5 separate regions of the Sus scrofa genome follow, and all the other regions are linked to region 5. A link is a contact called in public HiChIP or PLAC-seq data. All regions are on one chromosome and are shown on one strand. Each heading gives the region's core, a stretch centred on a gene start, on an enhancer-like site or on the middle of the called end of the contact. The rest is flanking DNA. Distances are from core to core; before and after follow the strand shown.

Region 1 (2,827 bases), core at 64-2,563, 210 kb before region 5:
TGTTGGGGGAAATGTATTTTACATGGGCAGCCACTTTGGAACACTGGCTGTTCTTCAAAAGGTTAAACAGAGTTTACTGTGACCTAGCAAATCCACTCCTAGGAATAGGAGTGTACACAAAAGCTTATACACAAAATGATAGTAGCATTACTTGCTATCGTCCAAAACTGATGAATGAATAAATGTGCTATATCCACACAAAATATTAAGCTTGTAAAAAGGAATGAAGCACAAGCTACAACCTGCGTGAAAATCAAAAACATTAAGTAGATTCCATGTATATGGAAATGTCCCAAAAAAGCAAATATATAGAGGCGGAAAGTACACGAGCAGTTACCTAGGGGGGACGTGGACAGTGACCATTAAGGAGTTTGGATTCCTTTTGGAGATGATAAAAATACTTTAAAATTTATTGTGGCGATGGCTGCACAATTCTGTGAATATACTAAAAATCATCAAATTCTATGCTTTAAATGATAGTGTACAAATCATATCTCAATGAAGCTATTTATTTATTTATTTTTGACTTTTTAGGGCCGCACCCACGGCATATGGAGGTTCTCGGGCTAGGGGTATAGTTGGAGCTGTCGCTGCCGGCTCACACCACAGCCACAGCAATGTAGATCCCACAGGAGTCTGCAACCTAGACCACCGCTCAGGGCAACGCTGGATCCTTAACCCACTGAGTGAGGCCAAGGATGAAACCTGCATCTTCCTCACTAGTCAGATTCATTTCCACTGAGCCACCACGGGAACGCCTCAGTGAAGCTGTTTAAAAACCAACACAAACCAGCCTAGCTCAATAGGCAATGCCTGCTTCCTTTCAACGGTGTCCAGAACTAAAAAACCCTGGGCAAGTCTGTTTCCCCACGCCTTGGAAGAACTCCTACTGTTCCCTCCCACTTTTGACCCTTTGACATCCTGAAGGAACAAACGCTTGCCCCAAGGCCTTGGGGCTCCTCTGGGCAGGGAATGGACCACAAGATACATAACTCTCAGACTCTGGGCAAACAGTGCCAGGGTTCCCACGGTTCTCACCGTTCCTCCCGGGCCCCACTCCCCGCCACTACCGGTCTGGAGATGCGCTTACCCAAGGCACAGGCCATAGCGGCGCCCACCATGCCTCCACCCGACACCACAACATCATACACGGTGTCAGCCGTGGCGCCGGCCCACCTCCGACAGGAAACTAGCGGGCCTCTCTGGGCAGCAGAAAGAGCAGTCCCCGATCGGCTGCCAGCCAGCCGGGCAGCCATGGTGCTGACTTGCGCCGTATTTGGCGCCCCGCTAGGCCCGCCTCCGGGAGCACTTCCGGAGCAGAGCCCTCCAGTCACTAGCTGCTTTAACCTCCACCTCTAAACCGGAAGTAGAACTTACCTAGAGAATAAGCCAATCAGAAGACGAATCTTGCCTGCCGAGGAAAGGGACCATTTCGTGTATCTGCCTGGAAGCCAATCAGCGGCCCAAGCGAGAAAGGGGCGGAACCTGACCTGCGTAGCTAGGGCAGCTACAGCAGCTGTCACGCCACTGTCTCTTCCACGCTTCTGTCTCTGCCCAGCTGAGGAGATGACCGTGGGGAGCTCCTCGGGAAGCTCCTGCGGCGCTCAGTGGAGTCCTCAGGTGAGGAAAGAAAAAGAAAGGGAGCGATCATGTCTGCTAACTGGAAAGGAATCCCTAAGAGAGGAAACTGTTTGACGTTGCCTTGGAGACCGTCGACAGGGGCGTGTCACAGGGGCGTGGGATTAAAACTGACCGAGTTTAGGCAAGCGGAGACCAGACTCAGCAATGGGACTCCAATGCTTGAGCTTTCTGACAAGCTATTCATAGAGCCATAGCAATGGCCTTTAGTTTTTCCTTTTCCTCTCAACCATCCCAGGACTAAAAGCACGATTCTTGTCTCCATTTCATAGAAGAAAAAGCTGAGGCACAGAGAGATTAAGAAATTTGCCCCCATGGAGTTCCCGTCGTGGCTCAGTGGTTAAAGAATCCGAGTAGGAACCTTGAGGTTGTGAGTTCGATCCCTGGCTCCGCTCAGCGGGTTAAGAATCCGGCGTTGCCGTGAGCTGTGGTGTAGGTCGCAGACACGGCTCGGATCTGGCGTTGCTGTGGCTCTGGCGTAGGCCTGCAGCTATAGCTCCGATTCGACCCCTAGCCTGGGAACCACCATATGCGGCGGGTGCGGCCCTAAAAAGGACAAAAAGACAAAACAAAACAAAAAACCAGAAATTTGCCTCCCAAATCCACAGAGACAGAAAGTAAACTGGTGGTTGCTTAGGGCTTGAGGCTTGGAGGAGGGTTAGAGAAGATAGGGAGTGACAACAAAATGGAATGGGGTCCTTTGGGAGGATGATTTAAATGATCTGAAACTGATTGTGGTGATGGTTGTGCAACTCTGAATATATTGAAACCCACTGAACTGTTCACTTTGAGTGATTTGTATCAATTATATGGTAACGAAATTGACAACACTAACCCGCCTGAACCCAGCCAAAACCCAGATTGGGACTTGAACCCAGGTGCCAGGACCCGACCCAACCTAAAGCCAGATTGAGACTTAAACCCACGGTTTTAAATTCGAGTTACCCTGTGTTTGGACTCACCAAGGCTCAGGTTCTTTATGCCTCTGCGCAGAAGGAATTCAGCGAAAGACAAAGCGACAGACAAGGAACAGATTTACTAGGATAGGACTCTTGTAAGAGGTACAAGTGAGCAGGCAAGGAAGCCCTGCGGAGGGTCTAATCTTCGGGGCCGCAATTTTATCATCCGAGGGGAGTGGGGGTTGGAAAGGCCCGCCTCTTCCTCTCCGGGAATAGAGCTCCTCCTTAGT
Region 2 (2,909 bases), core at 410-2,909, 180 kb after region 5:
GTGGTGTCAGAAGCCACGTGTTGCCTATTTGGTGATGTCAGAGTTTTCTGTTGACAATCAGAAATGCTGAATGGCTCTGGTCTTCAAAGATCCAGACAGTGGCTTAGGCTAAATCCACGTTCCCTTCTATACCCAGAGCCTCAAAGCCCCACAGATTTTTACAAAAAGCATGCACTACTTTTGTGATTAAAAATAATGTACAGACAATGAAAACAGTAAAAATCAATGTCCTCTCTGCTCCCTCCCCCAAATTGGGAATGCCAGATTCTAGTGGGGATGTGGACAGCTGGGTCCCCGTACATTGCTGGTGCTGTGAAAATTAATAAAGGGGAACCTCACATTGGATTTCAGAAGACAGAAGGGGAATTCTCAGCAGTACCACTCCACATTAATTATGCAAAGAACTGTCCGTTACAGATCACAGCAGAAGAGTCATCAACAGGAAAGAATCATCAGCCACTGGCCACAACAAGAAAAGATGTACATTGCATCTCCTTCAAGAAACTGACCACCCCAGCAACCCAGGCAATGAGAAACAGCCAGTGAGATTTAGAAACTACCTATACTTATTTCTTTTGGTCTTTTTAGGGCTGCACCCTTGGCACATGGAGGTTCCCAGGCCAGAAGGCATCCAGCCTACGCAGCCACAGCTGCAACAACGCCAGTTCCCAGAGGCATTTGCGACTCAGCCTGTTGCAACACCAGAACCTTTAACCCACTTATGGAGGCCAGGAATCAGACCTGCCTCCTCTTGGATTTTAGTCGGGCTCTTAACCCGCTGAGCCACAGTGGAAACGCCCTACTCTATTCCTTTTCTTTACATTACAACTACCTCTTCTCTTTCCGTATGATGTCTTTGGCCTAACCTCTATTTTGGAGTGGCAGAGCACCTCCCCAGCCAACCTTACTGTCCCATTCCTGTCTCCCAGAAAGTTTCAGGCCCCGTGGACCTCCAGAATGTTGGGAGCTACCCCTTGCCTTACAGTTATGTTAGTCCGCGGCTCACCTGGAGGCAGGAAAAGCGTGGCGCGCACCCGGCCCGCGCGCACCGGCTCGCGCCGAACCCCGGGCGCAGGAAGTCGCGCTCGTGCACAGCCCGGCCCAGGAGCCGCCCGCCCTCGGGCTCGTGGCCGTCGAACACCTCCAGCTCCACGGCGAAGGGCGTCTGCACGTCCCGCTTCACCAGCCGTAGCAAAGGCTTCTCGGGCTCCAGAGCCCAGAAGAGCCCCATGGGCTCGAGCCCCACGAAGCTGCCGCCCAGCGCGGGCGCGCGCGCCAGGTCCAGCTGGCCGTCGGTGTCGGCGCAGTAGCGCGCGTGGGCCCTGAAGAGCGCGCCCTTCTCGTCGCGCAGGGACGCGCGCAGCGTGACCGGCTGCTCTGGGGCCAGGCCGCGCACAGCAATGCGCACCGGCTCGTCCCAGCAGCAACGGCCCGCGGGCTCCAGCGTCACGGTCGCCGCCATCCGGAATGGGGTCCAAGAGATTGGGTTAGCGGTCCTTAGTTTTGGAAGCCCTACCAACCGTCCGCAGCTCGTATGGCCCACTTGGTAAAGTCTCGTCGCTCGCAGGAGAGCCAGATACGAGGCCACCATTTTGTGCCTTATTTCAGATATGGGCGATTGAAGAGCCTACGAAAGTTAGAAAGTAGTCAGAGGTCCCCTAGCGGCAGGCTACTTAACTGCAGTCTCAGCACCCATTGGTGGCGAGCAGTCGGCTGAAATTGGGGTAGCAGGGAAGTCCTGCCAATCAGTAAGCAGCCTGTCTTTCAAAGTAAGAGGGAAAACCGAGACGCAGGACTTTTACTTCGGGAACGGATTTCCTGGCTTTACCTCTCAGGAGCTGGAGTAGGCTGGACCAGGGCTGCCCCCGAAGGAACCTGGCACTTAGCAAATGTGTCAAGTCGCCAAACTTAATAGCCAGGAGGAGTGGGCTGGAATTAAGTTTCATCACTTTGTTGAGTAATTCACACCGGTTAATAGTCATAGACCTTTTAAAATGTCCGGTAGGTCCTTGTTGGTTGCTTATTTTATATATAGTAGTGTATATATATTAATCTCAAACTCCTAATTTATACATCTCACCCTCCTACCCACTGTTACATTTCCCCTTTGGTAACCGTAGGTTTGATTTAGAAATCTGTGAGTCTGTTTCTTTTTTGTAAAAAGGTAGGGGTTGGTTTTTGGTTTTATTCAGTATTCTGTAATACCTGTGTAGGAAAATAATCTGGAAAAGAACAGAGGCATTCTTACTGTAGCATAAGGAAATCAGCAGCTTCTCTGCAGTGCCAAGACAGGTCCATCCACAGCCCCCCCAACACAGTGGGTTAAGTGTGTTAAAAGATCCTATGTGGGAGTTCCTGTCATGGCTCAGTAGTTAAGGAACCCAACTAGTATCCACAAGGACATGGGTTAGATCCCCAGTCTTGCTTAGTGGGTTAAGATCCAGGGTTACTGTGAGCTGTGGTGTAGGTCTCAGTCATGGCTCAGATCCTGTATGCTGTGGCCGTGGCATAGGCCAGCAGCTACAGCTCCAATTTGACCCCTAGCTTGGGAACCTCCATATGCCGCAAGTGCTGCCCTAAAAAGACAAAAATAAAAGGATCCTATGTAGGATCCTGTGATCTGATCCCTGCTCCGGGAACTGCAGTGCCTTGGGGCAGCTAAAGGAAAAAAAAAAAAAGAAGTGCTTATGTGTATGTATAACTGATTCACCTTGCTGTACACCTAAAACTACCACAAGGTTGTAAATCAACTATACTCTAATAAAAATTTTTTAATGGTGTTTTTCTTGTGTTTTGTGTGTATGTTAATTTTTCCACACCGTTCCACAACTAAGAGGCCTAGCATCTTACTAGCTTTGTGACCTCAGCTTCTTTCCTTATGGATGTACAAATAGCTAAATGAGGTAGTA
Region 3 (2,930 bases), core at 159-2,658, 150 kb before region 5:
AATAATAAAAATAAAATAAAATCCAACTCAAATGCCATCCTCCATGAAGACTGATCCCTTTCCCCCAGTCAGAACAAAACTTCCTTCCCTCTATGTTCTCACAGCACATAGTTTAACTTCTCTTTAGCAATTATTTCATTTTGCCTTGGGTATTAGTTATCTACCTGAATATTTTTTTTCAATGGTTAAGGTTCAAAGAATTTATTCATCCTTCTCCCATTAACTTAGCAAGATGCTTTGTACAAACTAAGCATTCAGGAAATATCTCCTGAATGAATAGGTAGGCCCCTTCATTTACAGAGGGGGAAAAAAAGGCGCAAAGTTAGCGACTAAGTAACTTGCCAAAAATTAGACATCCACTTAGATGCAAAACTTGAAAAACTAGAACCTAAATCCTTTGACTGCAAGTTAGTTGACTTTGTTCCACATAAAGATAACACAAAGTAGAATTTCTCACTCCTTAACAATAACAAAATGCCTTTGGCTTTATTTCAAAATGTTTCTTTTATTCTCTTAGCAAATATATGTTGCACGGACCCTTGTCCCCAAAGTGAGAGAAAAGCGAAAATTCTTAAGTTCCAAGTTAATAATATTTTACTTTCAAATTGTTCCTAAATGCGTTTCAGAGCCTCGTGCGGAAGTGGGATAAACTTTAATAAACTAGTAGAATTCTTTCCCATGAAAAAAACTTCAGAGGATAAATTCTACCTGCTAAATGAATACAGGCTGTAAACACTCACAGTCCACACCCTTGCCCTGAAATGACAGGCGAAGAAGAAACCAGCGGCCCAGCCCCTTGGAATTGGCAGCCTTCCTTCTTCCAGACACAGAAAGCAAGTGGACATAAGAAAGAGGGTGCATCTGGACTGAAACGTCCAGGGCAGAGTCCCCCTGGCATCCTCATTCACCTATTACAAATGGCCTAGTGAAGGGGCCTAAGGTCCGTGGGCAGGCCCCGCTTAGGGGGCTGTCCGGGAGCCCCCGCCCCGGCCCCGGCCCCGGCCACTCGCTGACTCGAGCTATCCGGGTTTGTGTTGTTCCCCCCATCCCCAAAACCAGGCAAAGGAGCCAAAATGTAGGCCCCAAAAACCCGCGAGAGGAAGAGCTGAAGCTGTGGGGCTTCAGACCGGCCGCTCCCGGTAGCGCCAGATCCAGGTGGGTGCCCCTGGGGGCGGATTCCCAAACCCCTCCGGGGTCGAACTCGGCCCGAGCTCCCGAGGAGCCGGCACTGGCGCGCTCCCTCTCGAGAACCGTCCAGCCAAGCGGGTGCGGTCGGGCCCACCCTAGAGCTCACCTTCCTGTCCCGGGCAGCCGTCCGTCCGTCACTCGGTCTCGAATTCCGTCCACACACAGCGTCTTCCGGCTCCCGCCGGAAGCAGCTCGACCGCGGGACAGGAAGTTTGGCCGCCCCCCACGCACACGCCCACTCGCTCGCCTCCGAGTCCGGTGATGGCCGCCTGGCCAGGGGTTCTAGCCCGAGGGCCGCTGGCCTGAGAGGGCCAAGCTGGTAGCGCAGGACTTGGTTCTGGGAGGGAAGGAACTGGGTCTCCCGCCTCCCACTCATTCCCTCTCGGCCTTTGGAGCTCCTTGGTCTGCGAAGCCCGAAAAAAACGGATCGTTAAAGTCTAGCCGTGACGTCACTGCTTCCCTGCTGCAGCGGACGGGGTAGTTTTTCCTGTCAGCTGAGATCAGTACAAGTTCCATCGGAGGCAAGCAAGAAGGAAAAGATCACCACTTAAATATTTATCAAAGTTCTCAGTGAAGAGGACCTCCAAGCTTCACTGCTGGAGAAGGGAACTTGCAGAATCTAGTTTTGCATTGCATACTGCTCGCAAGAAGAATTGAGACTTACGTGTATAACTTTTTTCTGCAATGTGAATTCCCCAGAGTCTGGGTTCTCTCAGTACATTAGGATGTAACGAGTTCTCGGATATCCAGACGGAGGCTAGAACACTTGAGTTTCAGGCTGGGTGCTACAACTTGTTAGAGCTTTATGTATTTGACTTTGTGAAGTTACTTTTTTGAGTACTTGCTGTGTGCCAAAGGATGAGGGAGGGACTCAACGAGGATAGTGGCAGTGGGAATTAAAGGCGTCTCTAAGAAGGATAGATACCTACTTTCAAGGATAAAGGCTAAAGAAACTAGAGAGGTAGTTTGAGTACACAAACAGATGGTGATTTATAAACAAAGAAGCAACACGTTTCAAGGGAAGATAATTCCTCTTTAGATAAGTAGAGTTTATCTATCCTAGGGGCCTATAGGATATTTACTTGGAGGTAAAGGTCCCTAGCTCAAGAGGTCAGAAATAAGATAAGAAGTTGGAGAGCTCCCTATGTAGCTCAATGGTTAATGAACCTGATTAGCATCCATGAGGATGGGGGTTCAATCCCTAGCCTTGCTCAGTGAGTTCAGGATCTGGTGTTGCTGTGAGCTGCAGTGTAGGTCAAAGACATGGCTCAGATCCTGCATTGCTGTGGCTCTGGTGTAGGCTGGCGGTTACAGCTCTGATTGGACCCCTGGCCTGAGAACCTCCATATGCCACCGGCCGTATGTTGTAGGTGCGGCCCTTAAAAAAAAGAAGAAGAAAGATATAAAATTGGGAGTTATCAACATACAGACAAGAGATGAAGCCCTCTCTAGGGATGAAATGGTCCAGGAAAAGTATATAAAACAAAGACGTGAAGGCCACTGAGGTTAACTGGAGTGACTGATTACTAACATGGTTCGAATCTACACAGAAGTATATTGCAGTTTGTAAATAGCTGACCGTAGACCAGCACAACAGGGAGTTCCTGTCGTGGCTTGTGGCTCAGCAGTTAACAAATCCGACTAGTATCCACGAAGATGCAGGTTCAATGCCTGGCCTTGATCAGTGGGTTAAGGATCCTGAGTTGCTGGATCCTTAAAAAAACCAGCACAACATTCAGGAA
Region 4 (2,887 bases), core at 209-2,708, 230 kb after region 5:
AGTCGCCCCAGGTATTGCGCTGGTATGTGGACAAGGTCAGATGCAGAGAGTGCACTCCGTCCTGGCATTCGGCTTGGTGAATGAAGCCTCGGGGAAAATAAAGCAAATCTCCAGGTTCCAGCACCGTCTGCAGCACCGGCTCACCGAGGTCGTCCTGGCTGAAGTTGGGACTGGATGTCAGGGCTAGTTCCTCAGTCGGGACCCGCGGTCGGTAGACCCGCCAGAGTTTCCTACCTTCCAGCTGCAGCACGAAAGCCTCAATGTCGTCGTAGTGGGGGGCAAAGCCCTGCGAGTTGGGGGGCGTGAGGTAAACGTTGGAGCCTGCCATGCTTCCAAACTGCTCTTGAAGCACAGCCAAAAACTGCCACACGGTGGTGGAGAAAGCCTGCGGACAGAGGAGGCGCAGGGAGCAGCCGGCCTGGTACAGGGACCACGCGGCGGCGGGCAGGGCGCGGCCGGGAGGGTTCAGAGTCTCGCGCCGCCCGTTGATGTAGCGCGCGGCGTCCAGGTGCTGCCCGAACTGGACCTCCTCGTTCCGCAGCATGGAGTCCAGGTCTGCGGTAGAGAAGAGACCCTGGTAGTAGGTGTGGTCCTGCCGCCGCACCAGCACCGCCTCACGCTCCCACAGGCGCCGGTAGAAGTGGTCTGGCGGCATGGGCGAGATGAGCCATTCAAAGAGGCGCGCCGCCCGCCGCCGGCTGCTGGGGATGCGGTTCAGCTCGGCCAAGACGCGCTGCAGAGGAGAGTCCCAGGGCAGCTCCCCGTTCATGCTTTCCCCCTGAGGCCCCGACAGCGTCGCAGGAGCCATGGACGGCGGGGCGCCCGCCAAGTGCTGGGCAGAGCACAACAGGGTAGAGTTCTCCACCCCGCGGGCCGGCGCAGCGGCCACCTCCACCAGGCGCGCGGGCGGCGCCGAACCCGGCACTAGGCGCGCGGGCAGGGCGGGCCCCTCCATCAGCCGCGCCGGCGGCGTCTGCGCCTCCACCAAGCGCGCTGCCGGGGTCTGCGACTCCACCAGGGCTCGAGGAGTCTGCAGGGAGCGGGACGCGGGTGAGGCCTCCAGCAGCTCCGCGGGCCCGAGGTGGCCATATGGCTCCCGCCGGGCGGCATCCGGAAGGCCCACCACCCCGCCAGCCAGCGGGTCCACGGGACCGTCGACCGTCGACTCCACCCTCGAGTCCTCCGAGTCCTCGCTTGGCAGCGTCTGGGCCCTCAGCGCGGCCATGCGGGACGCGACACTTCTCCGCAGCTGCCTTCGGATCTTCCTGGGCCTCAGGGGCAGGGCCAGGACCGACCCGCTGTGTGGCTGAGGCTGGCGCCGGCGCCTCAGCCGCCCGCGCCTCAGCAGCCCTGCGCTAGCCCGGAGCCCGTCCATGGTCCGACCCTCTCCGGAGCAGACAGCGACAAACCGGCTCTTGCAGGCCGCGGCCGCCGTGTACTCTGGGAAGGGGGCGGGCCTCCAGCCGCACTGGGTTGTCCACGCCCACCATTCTTCCCCCTGGCGCCTCCCGCGCGCCGGGTTAGAAAATGTTAACTTAATTAAATGCCTGGCTTCCCCAGCTAGAGCACCTGAGTCCTTGCGTGATTAACCTGGTGTCTCTGTTTTGTGGGCAGTTTAAAAATCAAGTTGCCAGGGACTCCAGGAGAAAAAAGTTGGCTGCTTCACTCCTCTTTCGTTCTAGTATCTGCACTTTGCAGTGTTCCCCGGGTCTTCCTCGTTTCTGAATAGCATGTTCCCCAGCTGCATCACAAATTTTAAGTCATTGTGCTCCCACCACAAAAAAGAAGGTATGGGCTTTTCTACTCTTGTTCTTGATATCTGCCTTTCCCACTCCCTCTGGAATTTTGTTTCATTAACTACAACTTCTATCCCCAGAATCTCTTCTCCTCTGAACTTTATGTCGACTTATTATTATATCTGAGCCTTATTATATGTGGGCACTGTGGTAGGCATGAGAGTGCAATTGCTGAGAACATCGTCACTGTCTCCATGAAACTATTGTTGCTTTATACATAAAGATGACTTGTGTTCATTTGAATCATTTATTATAAATTCCCAGGAATGGAATTGCTACGAACAGGATAATTTTTGTCATTATTATAGGTTTTACCGAACTCTCTCAGAAAGAGTTCACAACCTTACAAGCAATTATAAGCATGTTAGACTACATGGTCTCTAGGGCCTTTTCTGTGGTTCCATTTGATCTTTCAATCCTCTTTCTCACTCACATTTCAATCCAAACACTTGGAGTCTAAAAGCTTTTAGATTTTACTCCTCTTAGGTGTTACATTTACCCGTTTTATTTCTCTTATGGTCTATTACAATGGTCTGCTACTTGGGGTGGATTTTGCCTCCCCAAGAAACACTTTGGGGGAGGAGGGTTGATGCTATAGCATCTCATGAGTAAAAGCCAGAGATGCTGCTGAACAGCCACAATGCAAAAGACAACACTCCACCCCCAACAAATAATTATCCAACCTGAAATGTTAATAATGCTGAGGCTGAGAAACCCTGGTCTATTACAAGTGGCCTCCCAACAAGTCTCTTTTTAACTTTAATTGCCCCCTGTGCTAATTTATAACACAAGTAAGGACAAAATTAGTTTTTTCAAAGTTCCTGGTGTGGAGCAGCAGATTAAAGATCTGGCATTGCCACAGCTGTGACATAGGTGACGGCTGCAGCTCAGGTTCCATCCCTGGTTGGGAAACTTCCACATGCCATGGGTGTCGACAAAAAAGAAAAGAAATTAGTTTTCTCAAGCTTTGGCCCCAAACCTACCATCACCCTACTCAAAACCCATCCATGTGCCCCAGGTCTTGTTTTTTGTATCCACTCAGCCAGTCTGTGTCTTTTGGTTGGAGCATTTAATCCATTTACATTCAGTGT
Region 5 (2,848 bases), core at 167-2,666:
TCTAGACCATTTCTGAGGTCTCTTAGCCACCCAAGGAGACAGGGCTTCGACACTGTCCTCCATGCCTTCAGCAACCCCTGTCACAGCTAAGGTACACACCTATCCCTTTGGCTACTCCACTTCCACCCCTGGCACAGAGGTCGTGTGCTGCTTATGTCTAAAGGGATCCCCTATATTTAACTGCCTCAATGACCTAACCTCTTTCTTCTCATGTGCCAGATGTTAAGATGAAGGAGGAATACAACACATACACAAGCCTCAGCTGTTTAAATATGTTTTTACCGGGGCTCAGTTTTCTCAGATGGTATTTATTACCAGTGGCAAGCCTAACTCCTTAGGTTTACAGGAAGTATGCATATTTTTATAAAACAATTGTATGTCCTCCCCATATTTTGCTGTATTAATATTTGCCTCTAACTAACAATTTGCAGCTGTTTCACCTTTTCCTCATTTGTCTCTTAGTCAAAGGCCTTGTTGGAGGGGACAGAGCACAGGAACAGCCTTGATAGTCTGTAATTATTGTACAAATATTTTAATAGCATATAAATAAGTATATTCCTTTTATTTTGAAAAAATCAGACACTGCCTTTTGTGTGTTTGCTGCCTGTGGCACCCTTTTTTAAAAGACTGTTACATATTAAAATAGTGTACATATATATAAATATTACCTCTTTTGCTGTACAGTTGTGATAGACCAGACGGAAGATTTTATTTTTTGTGTGCTTTTTATAAAAAAAAAAATTAACACACTAAAGAAAATCTTGCTGATGTGATTGTAATGTACCTATGTAACTTATTTACTTTTGAATGTTCTTCTGTATCTTTAAACCTTTTATTAAATAAGGTTTTAAAAATTCAGAGTTGATTTCTGTGTCCTTTGGGGGAAAGATTTATTATCTCACCATCTGGGATTGTAAGTGTGCCTTGGTTTGCTTCCAAAGGATACTTGACATTTTTGAACCATAAGGCCTGTTTTATCCATGATGCCAGGGCAGGGGAAATAACACATTAGTGTTTGCCGGGTTACTATTCATAGAGATCTAGATCTTTTTACAACATTTTAGACAAGAAGAAGTCTCAACTCACTGGGATAAAATTTAGAGGGTGCAGAGTGCAGTCAGGTGGTACAGGGTATTATACAGCATTGCCTCTGAACGAGCGACGCGAGTAGACAAGTCTTTCTTGACGGCCGGATATCATCTTAAATCCACTCCAGAATTATATTATCTTTTAAACACAGTGCTTTGTTAAGAAAAAAAAAAATCTGGAAAATGCGAAAAAGGAAATGCGCGGTAAAGGAAATTAACGCCCGCGGCCCCGAGCTGCCACCATGGCAACCATTCGCCCCTGCAGGCCGCTAGAGCTCCGGCGTCTCGCGTCGGTGGTTGCCGTGGCTACGGTCGCGCGGGCAGGGCCGCGGGGGGCGGGGCGAGGCGGGTCGAAGGCCGGCCCCGCCCTCCACTGCGGCAGTAAAGGCTAGGCTGGCTGCGGGTGGGACCGAGGTACAACTGTGCAGCTCCAGCCCACCTCGGCCCGCGGTCGCCTGCGTGCGGGGCTGCCGCGGCCTGCCTGCGACTGCGCCTGCGCCTCCTCTAGCCTGGCTTCCGCGTCTTTCCTGCGCCTCTGCTGCCTGTGTTCTTGGTCCTTGGCGTCCTCGCCGCCCAGAGGGATACGTTTGCCCACGAAGAAGCTCTCTCGGGTTGGCCTCGCTGCCGCCGCTGTCTTTCCCTTAGGACAGTCTTTCCCTCCGGGGGCGGTACTAGTTCTTGTCTGCGGAGAAGCGGCTCCTAGCTCGTCTGAGGCGTGCTCCGCTCTGGCAACGAAAGCTTGCACCCTCTGGGAGCAGCAGCGAGTGCCTGGCGCCCAGGCTGCGAAGAGGCGGCCACGTCCCGCGATCAAGCCCTGCGGCTCCTGCTTTCGCCGCCCGCCTTTTTTCCTCGCCTCTGCGCTCCGACGCGACACCTTCCTGTAAGTGGAGGACCCGGCCTGCGGATCCCGACCGGAGACACAAGATGGCGATGGCCATGTGACTGAGCATCCCCGAGGCTTCGTTCCGAGAACGCGGAGGCCTGGCTTTGAGGGGCAGCGAAAAGAGGAGAGCAGGACACTGGTGTCGTTTGTTAAACGTGATTGACTCCCTCGGGCATATGGGGGGAGGTGGCGGTGGGAGCGTCTGCTATTGTCTTCAGTTTTAGAGCACAGGGAGCCACAGTCTAATTGTATTTGTAGAATTGGGGCCCTTGATAGTTGGGAAAATGGCGATGACACTGCTGGAAGATTGGTGTAGGGGGATGGATGTGAACTCCCAGAGAGCCCTTCTGGTCTGGGGGATCCCTGTGAACTGTGATGAGACCGAAATCGAAGAGACCTTTCAAGCTGCGATGCCCCAGGTGCCCTATCGAGTGCTTGGGAGAATGTTCTGGAGGGAAGAGAATGCCAAAGCAGCCTTGTTAGAGCTCACTGGTGCTGTCGATTATGCTGCGATCCCCAGGGAGATGCCAGGTAAAGGAGGGGTCTGGAAAGTAGTCTTTAAGCCCCCCACTTCCGATGCTGAATTTTTAGAAAGGTTGCACCTCTTCCTAGCAAGAGAGGGGTGGACCGTGCAAGATGTTGCCCGTGTCCTTGGGTTTCAGAACCCCACTCCGGCCCCAGGCCCCGAAATGCCGGCAGAGATGCTAAACTATATTTTGGATAATGTTATTCAGCCTCTGGTTGAGTCCATATGGTACAAGAAGCTGACGTTGTTCTCGGGAAGGGACATTCCGGGGCCAGGGGAGGAGGCATTTGATCCCTGGCTGGAGCACACTAATGAGGTCATAGAGGAGTGGCAGGTGCCTGATGTAGAAAA

Evidence for each region. HiChIP or PLAC-seq counts read pairs in DNA pulled down with a chosen protein or histone mark.
Region 1: a contact with region 5 is called in an H3K27ac HiChIP or PLAC-seq map of skeletal muscle, with 4 times the contacts expected there. The contact joins the promoter of COQ6 here to the promoter of PNMA1 in region 5. A contact is called at or near these places in 2 of 47 Hi-C or Micro-C datasets (alveolar macrophages and psoas muscle) and 1 of 2 datasets of contacts at active chromatin or transcription factors (skeletal muscle).
Region 2: an H3K27ac HiChIP or PLAC-seq map of alveolar macrophages shows a contact between it and region 5. The contact joins the promoter of LOC110255331 here to the promoter of PNMA1 in region 5. A contact is called at or near these places in 2 of 5 promoter capture datasets (fetal liver and liver), 3 of 47 Hi-C or Micro-C datasets (embryonic fibroblasts, heart right ventricle and liver) and 2 of 2 datasets of contacts at active chromatin or transcription factors (alveolar macrophages and skeletal muscle).
Region 3: a contact with region 5 is called in an H3K27ac HiChIP or PLAC-seq map of alveolar macrophages. The contact joins the promoter of ZNF410 here to the promoter of PNMA1 in region 5. A contact is called at or near these places in 2 of 2 datasets of contacts at active chromatin or transcription factors (alveolar macrophages and skeletal muscle).
Region 4: a contact with region 5 is called in an H3K27ac HiChIP or PLAC-seq map of alveolar macrophages. The contact joins the promoter of RIOX1 here to the promoter of PNMA1 in region 5. A contact is called at or near these places in 1 of 5 promoter capture datasets (liver) and 2 of 2 datasets of contacts at active chromatin or transcription factors (alveolar macrophages and skeletal muscle).

The regions. Positions count from the first base shown.
Region 1 is chr7:97,257,103-97,259,929 of Sscrofa11.1, reverse strand. It overlaps COQ6 (ubiquinone biosynthesis monooxygenase COQ6, mitochondrial), which reads right to left and starts at 1,313. Exons shown (of 12, transcript XM_001929106.5): 1 at 1,091-1,313. The coding sequence starts at 1,256. It overlaps FAM161B (protein FAM161B), which reads left to right and starts at 1,255. Exons shown (of 10, transcript XM_021100078.1): 1 at 1,255-1,316; 2 at 1,368-1,620. The coding sequence starts at 1,255.
Region 2 is chr7:96,866,859-96,869,767 of Sscrofa11.1, reverse strand. LOC110255331 (acyl-coenzyme A thioesterase 1-like) reads right to left here and starts at 1,659. Exons shown (of 4, transcript XM_021099494.1): 1 at 1,075-1,659; 2 at 1,007-1,072. The coding sequence starts at 1,591.
Region 3 is chr7:97,196,452-97,199,381 of Sscrofa11.1, reverse strand. It overlaps ZNF410 (zinc finger protein 410), which reads right to left and starts at 1,408. Exons shown (of 13, transcript XR_002346015.1): 1 at 1,295-1,408.
Region 4 is chr7:96,821,644-96,824,530 of Sscrofa11.1, reverse strand. It overlaps RIOX1 (bifunctional lysine-specific demethylase and histidyl-hydroxylase NO66), which reads right to left and starts at 1,458. Exons shown (of 3, transcript XM_021099492.1): 1 at 1-1,458. The coding sequence starts at 1,375. The region is part of intron 15 of HEATR4 (HEAT repeat-containing protein 4); the gene reads left to right.
Region 5 is chr7:97,050,425-97,053,272 of Sscrofa11.1, reverse strand. It overlaps PNMA1 (paraneoplastic antigen Ma1), which reads left to right and starts at 1,416. Exons shown (of 1, transcript XM_021099497.1): 1 at 1,416-2,848. The coding sequence starts at 2,256.